2 separate regions of the Ovis aries genome follow, and region 1 is linked to region 2. Evidence: chromatin contacts called from public Hi-C data. All regions are on one chromosome and are shown on one strand. Each heading gives the region's core, a stretch centred on a gene start, on an enhancer-like site or on the middle of the called end of the contact. The rest is flanking DNA. Distances are from core to core; before and after follow the strand shown.

Region 1 (3,253 bases), core at 331-2,830, 260 kb before region 2:
TTCCCACTTAAACCATGAGGTCACAACACAGGATATAACCCTAAAAATAAAACAAAGTTAATTAAGTATTTTCTCAATAAAATATTTTTAAACAAAATGTAAACAATGTTGTAAAAACCATTTGATTTTATTAAATAATGTAAAATGAAGATTTGATATTGCCTAATAATAAATCCTAACAAATAAAGATACTTCCAATAGTTAGTAGTAGATTATACAACCAAAACACAGCTGGGTCTCTTTTTCTGCAACATATTGGTAAAAAGGATTAAAAATTTACAAAAGGGCCTCCAGTATCATATTTTAATAATTATATTAAATAGCATAAAAAGTTGTTCCTCTTTTCTCCTTAAATGTAAAAAAGAGTTTAAGGATCAGAAAATTATTTATATAGGAAAAGACTGACTTCAGACTACAGGAACAGGGACCAGCCATCCATGCTGGTTTTGTTTACAAAATTTACTAGGATTTGAAGTCTCTATTTTCTCAACATCTAATCTGCAATGTTCAAGTTTCAAAAAGCTCTAGGTATGCATAAGGCAGAGAGGTTGGAGTACAGTTCTGAAAACTCAAATGATATTCTCAGAAGGAGGGAAAGAAGGAAACTGACATATAGCTTAAATATATCCTGATTATACATAACTGTTCTCATGTCACAGAAAGGATTTAAAGAAAACTCTCCTGCTCGGTGCCCAACAGTCAATGCGTTAGGCTTTGCCAGTCATATAGTCACAACTACTCATCCACAGTTGCAGTGCAAGAGCGGTGACGGCACACAAATGACTGATGGTGGCCAGGTTCCAATAAGACAACTTATCAACACTGACATTTGAACTGCATATGATACTCTTGTGCCATAAAATATTTTTCTTTTGATTTCTTCTTCAGCACTCAAAAAATTAAAACCTTGTCTTAGTTTGTGGTCCTTATAAAAAGTCAATGGGCTGGACATGGCCCACAGACCAGCTTCTCCATTCCTTGTTTAAAAAAGGATACGCTGACATCTATTCAGTATAAAAAAGAAAGAAAGTGAAGTCACTCAGTTGTGTCCGACTCCTTGGGACCCCATGGACTGTAGCCTACCAGGCTCCTCCCTCAGTCCATGGAATTTTCCAGGCAAGAATACTGGAGTGGGGTGCCATTTCCTTCTCCAGGGGATCTTCCCAACCCAGGGATTGGACCCGGGTCTCTGGCATTGCAGGCAGACGCTTTGTCTGAGCCACCAGGGAAGCCCATTCTGTATAAAGGGGTATCTATCCCCGGGCCTGTGCTGAGTGTCCTGCCACATCATGGATCTCTTATAATGCAGGGCAACAATATATTTAAACCTCTCAAGATTAACAAGGACTGAGCAGGCTTCTATACAATAGGAACTGCTACTGCTGTAGATCTGGAAAGCCTGGTGACTGAACACTCACCAAGCTTATCTCAGAAACAAAGGAAGACAAACAAGGGGGTGGTAACAATTCCCCCAGTGAACACACACACAGGAAGCCCTAACCAAATTCAGTGGTCTGGGAATACATCTCAGAGGAAGTGTCTTCAGTGTTCAGACCTCAAGGACAGACAGGAGAGTGAGAACACGAATATCTGGGGAGGAAGGAAAAGAGCTGAAGCAATTCAGTGAGCAGTTAACAGTCACTGGAAGGTCTGCGTGAAGAAAAAGAAACAGAATGATGTGAGGCTTGAGAGGAGCCTTGAAGGAATCACAAGAAAACAGGGAAGAAAAGGCAGGAAACGCAGGGAAGTGGTATGATTTACATTTTAAAAGACCATCCTGAATTCTAATATGAAAACTAGAAGGAAACTGGGCTGAGAAGAGGGGCCAAGTTAGGAAGGTGCTGCAGTCACCTAAGAGAAGAAGCCTGAAACTGGACTGAGGCCCTGGAGCTGAGAAGCGTCCCTAGGACACCAGGATTCCAGAGACACTCAGGAAGTAGCAGACTCAGGGTGGGTGACTTGACACAGAGCTCAGGAAAGGAGAAGAATCAAAGGTGTCTTTTAGGACATTTACTGAAAGGAGAAGCCATGGGAGAAAAGTAAATACCATCCTCGTGTGAAGAAGAAGGCACCTCCTCCCATTTAATTTCAAATAGTGCAGTTGAATGTGATATCTGTACACGCCACACTGAACAGAATGATACAGGTGAACTCCTCTGATGACTGGCTCAGGACACCTCATCCAGAGGCCCCCTGTGGCACACAGGAGGACCTGAGCTCCGGAGGAGACCCTGCTCAACTCTACCCTGACCCACAGGAGTGGCAACAATGTGCTTGGCACACACAGTAGGTATAACACAAGAGTCAATTCTGAAAGCCTGGTGATTGAATGATTTAAAAAATAAAACCACCACACCCATTATATGATTACATATAACACCCATTATATGGCAGGCATTAAGTCACAACTTGGCCAACCATGGATATCTGTCAGGGAAACACTGAGTCACTACTGATGAAGAGGATCTCCCAAAATGAGTTCAGCCAGGTGGAATCCTAGTGAAACAACTAATGAAGAAAATAAGAGTATTCTTTTCCTCTAAAATATCATTCAGTCTAATATTCAAACAATGAATAATGGAACTGAAGTACCTAAGATGTACACATTTCTTAAAATGCCTGACTCTGATACACAAAGGTCACCAAAATGTCTCAGACTGAAGCAATTACCAGTAGTGCTTCTGTATCATTTAATGTATCTTGGGGCAAAGAAAAACACAAGTCAAAATGATAGAAATTATTGTCTGTAAAAACTCTCATAATAAATACACGTTAGTGGCATACTTTTTGTAAAGTCAACAAGAAATACCAAAAATGAAGAGCAAGAGAGCTCTTGTCTGTTCAAATTGCTGTGAATAGGTTTATTATACTGATCATAGTACTATACTAGTTTCTGTAACCAAAAGTAAATTTTTTAAGAGAAAGGGGTAAACTTTTCAAATTTTAAAAGGGTTCCTCTAGCTTTAGTTCTACTTCAGCTAGCTCATACTTTCAGAGAGAAAGATCACTGTTTTCACTTATACCAAACATACCCCTAGCGCAGACAAGTGAAGTGAAGTGAAGTCGCTCAGTCGTGTCCGACTCTGCAACCCCGTGGACGGAGCACCCTATACTAGGCTACTCCGTCCATGGGATTTTCTGGGCAAGAGTACAGCAGAAGGGGACGACAGAGGATGAGATGGCTGGATGGCATCAGTGACTCAATGGACAGGTTTGAGCAAGCTCCGGGAGTTGGTGAAGGGTGGGGAAGCCT
Region 2 (3,029 bases), core at 404-2,903:
CTCAGCCTGTCCCTGTTCCCGGCCCTCTACCTCTGTCTTCAGGCTGGTCTTTCCTCCACTTGATCAGAAAATGGTCACAGAGAAGGTTCCCAACATTATAACATTTTGCAGCTTTAGCCCCGGGGAGAAACTGACTTTTTCACTTCCAGTTTCAAAATTCTCCAAGGGGGCTTTTGATTGGACTAAAAGTGTCAGCTCTTCACTTTTGGACCACGTGCAAGGTGGCAGAGGAGAGGATTTGGGAAAAGGCCATGAACTCGCTTAGGTCAGAGGCACATTCCCCAGGGCACCCCAACCTTGGTAGTAAAGTGCCTCTTCCCAGGGTCCCCGTGGAGGGAGGGGGGCACTGAGGGTCAGTGGGCTCTAGAGAGCCCGGAGGGTAGGGGGAACAGCGGGCCCCACAGTCCAGCGAACCACCCTGGGACTCTGGCCCGACAGATGACACTGCTAGTGAAGGCAAAGGACTGGAATATTCGAAGGCTGGAGTCTCTTATGAAATCCGGCTTTCATTTAATCCTCCCAGCAGTGACTGCGGGGATTACTGCTTCCCGCTTTCCACGGATAAAGGATACAGAGAGGTTAAGCACTCTGTCTACACGCACACAGCTAATAAGGGGTAGAACAGGACTGGGAACCAGGGGGCCCGCCTGGGGCTTCCATGAACAAACCTGATGGGGCAGGGAACGCGGGGAGAGGCAGGCTGGAGCTCTGAGGAGGAGCAGTCTGGCCCTGGGGCGTTGGGTTGAAGTTCTGCGGACGTGGACTTCTGGGAGGGTTTCAGCAGGTCGAGGAGAGGGACTGAGGGAGCTGCGCCAGCAGGCAGCGGTCTAGGTGCCTAGTCCCATAGATGCCCCCAGCGAAGCTGGGTGCGCGGGAGGGCGGAGGGCCAGCAGGAGCTGCTAGGCCCGAAAGGGAGGCAGAGGCCTGGTGGGGAAGGCCACGCCCCAGCCTGGAGTGCTTATCCCCAGATCCCGGCCTCCAAATGCAATTCCATTTAAGGGCAGCCTGGCCCGGTTCACACCTAGCCTTGAAGATGACTGGGCGCCCTGTGGTCGGTTTGCTGGGTGAGAACAGGAACCTACAATCCGGCACCTGCACTCCCAGCGCCATAAAGGAAGCCAGTCACATCCCATAAAATGTCACCACCGCTGAGGTGCAATTTCCAAGGGGATCTCTAGCAGAGGGCAATACTCTGCGGCCGGCGACCGTCACATCTGCGAATTCACCGCAGCTGGGGCGGCAGGCTCTGGTGCAGGGCAGGGGAAGGGCAGGGGCCCCCTTTCTAGCCCTCTGCTCCCCGTTTTGTAAGGCGGCTCGGCCACGTGGTGAAAGCTGCCGGAGGAGAGGGGGAGGGTGGTGGTTGTCAAGGGGGGTGGCCTGAGCGATTTCTGCCGGAGGGGTGTTTGACCAAACGCAAAGAGCTCGGGAGCGGGAGCCCGGAGCCGTGCCCGGGCTGGGCCGCGGACACCGACGCCGCCTTGGCGGAGCCTGAGCGCTGAGCCGCTGCCGCCCCTCCCCCCGGCCTGGTCCGCGAGCTCATTTTCGCTTGGCCGGTCCCCGCGCTGCCGGATGGATCGCGCCCCACCCCCGCTCCTCTGCTCAGTCATTCAGACTTGGAAAGTCAATAACACGCTGACATCATCAGGGGTTTGTGTATTATTACACGGCTACTTTCCAGAGTACCTGGCATTATCTAAGAGAGGAGCACTCCGGCTGCCCCAGGGAGGGCCTGAGACGCGGGCCTGGGGAGGGGCGACTACCCACGCCAGGCCTTTTCCTCCTTGGGAGCATCTTCAGGGCACCGATTAGAAACAGATTATGAGCTTTTGCTGCGCTAAATGCAGAGGCACTTTAGTTATCGATACAGGCTTCATGTTGGCTGGGGGTGTACTTAATCATTCCTAAGTGACCTCTATTTCTACCAAAGACATCCACTTGGTCTTTAGGAAGCATTTTTAGTGATCCTCACAAAGGAAAAAAAGGCATCTTTTATGACAGGAAGCCAAAGGCTGATTCTTTTGAGACTCTGGGGGTTTGTGTGCGCGAATCTCTATTATGTAATCGCCATCACGGGTGATTAGGTCTTCTCTTTCCCTCCAGGGTTGGCTCGGGTGGTTTGGTTGCTGTGTTTTTCTTAAGCCTCATGCAGAGCAAACACATACATAAAAAACATGTCCCAGATTTACGGTGCAAAACTACTTTCCAAGCAAACTGCCTTAGAAGAGTGTCTCATTTTGAAGGAGGGAAATGATGAATTTGTTGTTAATGAAGACTCCTTATCTTACTACTCTGGCATTTCCTTTTCCTAGAATGAGCTTTTAAGAATCATTTAATGTAGTTTAGATATTCTCTCCCCTCCCTCCTGTTGTAGCGGTCCTTATAATGGCTTAAATAACGAATTGTATAATTACTGCACTTTGTTCTGTGGATACACACACAAACACCACCCAGTTAAAATATGTAAAACTTACACAACATGGTACCTTTTCTGTTTCCTCAAACAGGCTCTTCTCTTCCACACACAGGGCTAATCCTATTTAAATTTTCTTAAATTTTAAATTGCAAAAAATGGCAACCAGCGGGGAACTGGCTATCTGGAGACTTAGAAGGGGAGTGCAGTTCTTCCCAGCCGGATCACATCCCTCTGTACCCTTGGCTGGGACTGATCACTTACTGATATGAAGTACATTGGAGCTGCCTGGGGACTGCGGAGGAAGCAAAGCAGCCACGTTTCTCAGCAGTGTAGCGCTTTGCCTCTGTGCACTTGATCATTTCAGGAGAACTTGTAGTGGATCATGACCACTTCCCTCTAGACAGTTTGAGGGAAAAATTTCCCTACAACGTGTGCACTTCTAAAATCGCCTCCACAGGCTTGCCCTACAGCTCTCCCGCCCCCACCTACAATTTTGCGCTGGAAATTTCCGAAGTCCAGCTCTCCACAATGGTTCAGTAGGTGTTAGGTTGCGATGGGTGGGATTCTCCCCCTCCCAGTGCACTGTGTACTTAGGGGGTTTCCCTCAGCTCCTTAG

What was found. Hi-C and Micro-C count contacts between places; a contact is called where the count stands out from the background.
Region 1: a contact with region 2 is called in a Hi-C map of liver, with 3 times the contacts expected there. The contact joins two enhancer-like sites. A contact is called at or near these places in 6 of 16 Hi-C or Micro-C datasets (blood, hypothalamus, liver and 3 more).

What each region holds. Positions count from the first base shown.
Region 1 is chr1:210,729,403-210,732,655 of ARS-UI_Ramb_v3.0, reverse strand. All of the region lies in intron 2 of TBL1XR1 (TBL1X/Y related 1), which reads right to left. Among named protein-coding and RNA genes, the nearest start is that of TBL1XR1, 140 kb to the right of the region's middle. Within about 2 kb of position 1,580, at least 17 of the 54 cell types and tissues checked have an H3K27ac peak or open chromatin away from gene starts, as enhancers often do. A contact at or near this core is called in hypothalamus and liver, where this site is marked.
Region 2 is chr1:210,468,750-210,471,778 of ARS-UI_Ramb_v3.0, reverse strand. No RefSeq gene overlaps it. Among named protein-coding and RNA genes, the nearest start is that of TRNAE-UUC, 100 kb to the left of the region's middle. Within about 2 kb of position 1,653, at least 51 of the 54 cell types and tissues checked have an H3K27ac peak or open chromatin away from gene starts, as enhancers often do. A contact at or near this core is called in hypothalamus and liver, where this site is marked.